2 separate regions of the Hordeum vulgare genome follow, and region 1 is linked to region 2. A link is a contact called in public Hi-C data. All regions are on one chromosome and are shown on one strand. The core of a region is the stretch at or near the end of the contact, and the rest is flanking DNA. Distances in the headings are between cores, read along the strand shown.

Region 1 (2,849 bases), core at 179-2,678, 530 kb before region 2:
CCTTTAGTTCCTCGTTAGATTCGACACTCTTACTTATCAAAAAGGCTACAAACGATCCTCTACATTTGTGGGTTATCAATAGCGTCGACGGGGTAGGGGGACAACCTTTGTTTTTGCGACTCGGGGGGGCGCAATTTACTAGGGGCGTATAAGGTGTCTCTTCGGTCCATTTTTTCGGCGCAAAATTGTAAACTGACGGTTATTTTGTAGTTCAACGCAATATAAGGGGTTTGCTACAGATGTTCTTATCCCTCGCGTCAACACATGTAGTTGTAATTGTGATTTCATTTGTATGACTAAATGACCGATAAAAGCTAAAAGAGCTTAAATATAGCAAATGAGCCCTGAAATGTGCTAGAAAATCAAACCTAGCGTACAATGGTGATTGCCCGTCGTGGGAGTAATTTCAAGGCGAAGCGATGAAGTCACCGTCGATTGGAGTTCGAATTGCCATGTCTCCTTTCGAAAACTATGATTCTTCTTGTGAGATGCTCTGGTTTTCAAGGAGCGGTCATCACACATGTGCCAAACTTTACCAAAAAATTATACGGTGTCTTGAGATCACGCCACGGTGAATCACCGACTTCTGTGATTTGGGGAGTCCATTTGCATTTCTTGCAATTAGTGCACCAACAAGCACTACGCTGGTGCGCGCATCTCGTAACCGAAACGTTTGAAAATTCTTTCAATACCTTGTGCAATGAATGAAAACACGCAAAATGACACATAAATGATTTTATAGAGCATTCTTTACCAACATCCACATGTAGCTATAGTTGATATTTGATTTATATGCACTAAATGCATAACAAATACAAAAAAAACTTAAAAATAGCAAACGAGTCCCGAAATGCATGAGAAAATTAATACTAGGGTATAATGATGATTGTGTATCGTGAAAAAAAATTCAAGGCGAAATGGTGAGATCATGTCTTCATTTCAAACAAATTTATGGTTTTTGTGCACACAGATTCATAGATGCAATCGTTTGCACATGCTTTCCGCGGGGCGACCGATGTTCTCTTTTTACCCTTTTTACTGAAGCTGCCAACACCCCCATTGTCCGCCCCCGTTTCACTCAACAGTCTCATATTATATCCAAAATCCATCATCAGCTCTCCTCACCCCCAGATCCACACCAGAATCCTTTTCGACGTCGTCATGCTGAACCCAACCGTATACCCTCTCTCCGGCGTCAATCCTACCTTCACTGTCGTTCCGAACAAACGGTTGCCCGCGCCTTACCGTCTTCATTTGCTGGCCAGCCGCCCTCAAACATATCAATCATGTTGTGTGTGAGCTTATGCGTTTCTGCAAATTAATTTTATACGATCCCGCAATTAAAAAATCAGGAACATATAGATACGGGGTCTGTTAGAGACGCTGTTAACGGGACCAGGAGGGACGGGTCCGACCGCTAGTGATTTCTGCACGAAATCAGTCGGTCGACGCTTTCGGGTTGGGGGACGAACTTCACAAAAAGCTGTCTCCAAGTCGCTGTTTTCGCTATCTGCAGGCAGCTTGAGCTCTCCGCCCTCTCCCCAGTCGCCCCGCCGCCGCGGCCTCCTTGCTGCCTGCGTCCGCTTTCGTCCTCCGTCTCCTCCTCGTCTTCCCCGCTCCGAGGATGGAGGAGCCGCCGCGGTACAAGTTCGGGCCGTATAAGATCGACGCGAGGGAGGTCTTCCACGCCACGCCCCTCTCGTACGCCATGGTCAACCTCCGCCCCCTCCTCCCTGGTAATCTCGGCGCCTTCTTCGCCCCTTTCCCCTGCCTCGCCTCTTGTGAGCATGCGACACATTCTTAGAAAATTTAATGCCAGTCTGCGGCTCCTGACCTAGAATCACGGTAGGTATATATCTCGATGATGAATCGCATGTGGGCATGCGACACATGCTTAGAAAAATTAGCCCGCCCTTGCGGATGCAGCTGATGACACATAAGATTTGTTTAGACCAGATGATAGATAAGAAATTCACTCTTCAGACCATTATGGAAATAATTTAAACACACTGGACCGTGTTAACTATTGATAGACAGATTAGATCCCAATTTCGTTTATTTCGGGAAGTTATGCCCAGCTTCGAGAATGGAGATCTTCTGCTGTGCTTTAGCTTCAACGTTAACCTGGGAGAAATAAGTAGGCGAACGGGTTTCATTCTTTTATTTGCCAGCTTCAACGTTAACCTGGGAGAAATATGTCTAAGTACTACTCTGCAGTCAAGCTTTTTTATTTGCTTAAGAGAATGCCATGCTTCCCTCCCACACTTCATTTGCCAAAAGACAAGGAAAAACACCATCGAGCTGGAGTGGCTTGTTTTGTTTTATCCGTACATGGTTCCTAGACCCCATCTTCTTGATCCTGCAATGCATGATTTCCTTTATAGTTCTTAGCTACCCATTTATGCCATCCTATGTACTCCCTCTGTCCCGAAATGCAAGACATTTTTTGATACTATGGTAGTATAAAAACACGTCTTACATTTCGGGGCGGAGGGAGTAGTTCTTAGACATATAAGCCGTTTAAATTATCTGTTTGAACAAATCACCATGTTCATGAACGGTCGATTTATTTTTGTTTCCATTTTCTACAACAGCTATTTGTAATTTTAGATTTGTATCTTTTGTACTTCTGGCTGCTATTTTGTATTTACCTATGTCAATCTTACTCTGCAGGTCATATCCTTTGATTTGGCAAAGACGATATTTAGACTTTATGAGAATGCTAATGAGGACATGCCTGGATGGGGTCTCCTCGTTTTGTCATACCATCAATAACTTTGATTCACTTGCTTGTTTATTATGCCTACTAAAACTCATGGATACAGTCCAGACACTTCCAACAGAAAAGG
Region 2 (2,770 bases), core at 140-2,639:
GCAAGAATTGCATCCATCATAAGCGCAATTGCGAACAAAAAAGCTACTGGGATAGCAAATTTTCTAAAATGTATTAATGTCGTTTGAGCAAACTTGATTTGTTACTACCAATCAGCCAAGCAGAGCACACAGCAGGCATACCACATTGACCATATAAAATGAAATGCACAGACTCACCAAGTGGTTAGTGACTCCAGCATTAGCGAACATTTCCAGGGCTATCTACTGCTTGGGCCGATTAGCCCATCCCAGATCCAGACAAGCTATCTACTGACCAAAAACACACTTAACTTCAGAACTAGTAATACTATAGCCCGATTCAAATCATTCATGCAACACAACAGTACAACTAGCTAACCATAACTTAGAGCCACTTTTTTCATTGTTACTAATCAACAAACGAAACAATTCTAACATTCGAGCTACTGCTATGTTTTAAATCCATACAAGTTTGAGAACGCCAAACAGTCCGTCCTGCCCACAAAACATCACCTTAGAATTCAAGCTAAAAAGAAAACTTTGATGCAAGTATGCAACTGGTCCGCACGGTAGCAACTCGGCAAACACATTAATTCACATAATGACACTAAAAGTTTGCCCTGAATCCTAACAACGAACGACAGCCACAAGTGTTCCCCAGCAGTTTGCATTGTAAGAATATAATTAGAGCGAGTCCCACAACATGACAACAAGCATCAACCAGAGGGGAAAATATTGTCGTGGTTATGTTCTCATTGGAACAAAATGTTGGCTGTAGCACAAAACTTAGCGGCGATCTTACACATGGCGCAAGCAAACACTAGAATTACGAAGGGATGCGGGATGACCTCTCGTGGAGCGGCGTGACGGGGGGTCCCTTGTTGGCGGTGATCTCGTCGTCGCTGACGACGCCGACGACGAGCTCGTCCCCGAGCGCCCGTGCCTGGCGCAGCGCGTTGCAGTGACCGTAGTGCATCATGTCGAAGCAGCCGTCCATGTAGACCCGCACGGGGCGGCAGCGGCGGCGGAAGCGCCGCCGGAGGGCCTCGACCGGTGGCAGACTCGGGGCCGCGGGGCCAGCGCCGAGGTGCAGCGCGACCACCGAGGCGCCCAGCACGATCCCGCCGATCACGCACGCCGCCACCGTCCGCGCGCTGCTACTAGCCGAATCCATGGGTAAAGCAATGGACTCACGGACCCAGAGGAGTCAGCGGGGCTGGGGGGGAGTGGTCAGAGGCGTGTGTTTGGTCTCGCGAGCGCGCGAGGTGCGGCGGGATCTAGCCTAGGGTTAGGGATGCGGGCGGGCGGCTGGAGGGGCCTTCGCCATGGGAGATGGGTGGGAGGTCTCGGAGACGGACGGAGCTGTGGTCCGGTTCACAGGCTAGCTAGCTCCGTGTCTGTGACCGTAGCGGGAGTCCGCTCGCCTGTTTGACTCAATGCCATACGGGACCAACGCGTCAGTGCTGCCCACACGTGTCACTGATATTTTGCGGACTAAAAAGGCAGCTACAACCGGAGAACGGACGTTTGGAGACTGAGCTCCATAAAGGCCAAAAAAAATAGAATTTTTTTTTTAACTTTTCGTTTTAAAAATTTTTATAAAAAATCTGCAAATGAAGAAGAATGTTACGTGTATATGTAAAGTTTTAGGATGAAATACCTTGAAATACGATCTACACAAAAAAGACAAATTCATGTCATGAAACGATGAATAGTATTTAAAAAGCTTCAGATTTGTCTTCTTCGTACAAACCTCATTTCAACGTATTTTTTTCTAAAAATTTACACACATGTGTATTGGGCCCTCACTTATTTTTGTTTTCTTTAGAACTTTTTGAATGTAAAAATATAAATTTAATGAAATTTGAATTTCAAATTTAAAAGCCTCCATGAAGGCCGAGCTCCAAAAGCAATTTCCGCTACAACCGGACCTAGCAAATTCCGTCTCCCAAACGACCGTGGATGCACTGGACTTGTAGGCGGATAATGACGTGTCGACGTTTAAATATTGGATTTGCAACGTAAAACCTAATCTAAATCATCGTTGGCGCTCGTCTAGTTCCATTGTCATGTCCATGTCCGACGGCCGGTTGAGCCCCTCGGAGTGAAGGTGCGGTCTCCAACGAGTTAGAGTAGCACATGGAGCATGGACCGAGTGTCAGGACTCGAGGCGCCATCGTCTCCCATGTCTTGGGTTGGTTGTAATGGGTGGTATCATATATTAGTATCATGTATATGATATTAGCCTATGATACTAAATCTGTAATGCATGGTATCATAAGGGTAGTATCATAAACAACAACATTTATTGTAATATGGGATCTATAGTGACATTAGCATTGTAGCTCATTTGTGGCATTGTCTCCATGCAAATTAGGCTTGTTGGTACACGCATGCATAGATGCATGATGATTTTTTTTTAATAGATCCATACATAAAGCACCAATATATAAATCACTAAAATATATAAACATATATATTGCATTACATGAATGAACACATGAACATAATCTATCGTGACCCAAACTTTTTCCAAATATGCTCGACCAAGTCATCCTTTAGTTTTTTGTGTGTTGGGCAATAACGGATTCTAGCATCTCTTTCTAGTACGTCGGCAAATGTTGGCATGGCACCATGATCAAAGACCGATGGAAAAACTATCGATGTGCATGCTTCTTCGTTTGGATCAAAAATATTGCCCGCCTCCTCTTTTTCATCCTCGGCTATCATGTTGTGCATGATGATGCAAGCCGTCATAACATTCTTGATATCGCCCCGAGCATATAAACGG

The links. Hi-C and Micro-C count contacts between places; a contact is called where the count stands out from the background.
Region 1: a contact with region 2 is called in a Hi-C map of leaf, with 4 times the contacts expected there. The contact joins the promoter of LOC123448113 here to the promoter of LOC123448111 in region 2. A contact is called at or near these places in 4 of 6 Hi-C or Micro-C datasets (leaf and seedling).

Annotation. Positions count from the first base shown.
Region 1 is chr4H:126,739,040-126,741,888 of MorexV3_pseudomolecules_assembly, reverse strand. LOC123448113 (bifunctional bis(5'-adenosyl)-triphosphatase/adenylylsulfatase FHIT) reads left to right here and starts at 1,428. Exons shown (of 4, transcript XM_045124888.1): 1 at 1,428-1,738. The coding sequence starts at 1,625.
Region 2 is chr4H:126,205,852-126,208,621 of MorexV3_pseudomolecules_assembly, reverse strand. It overlaps LOC123448111 (ethanolamine-phosphate cytidylyltransferase-like), which reads right to left and starts at 1,389. Exons shown (of 9, transcript XM_045124884.1): 1 at 828-1,389. The coding sequence starts at 1,153.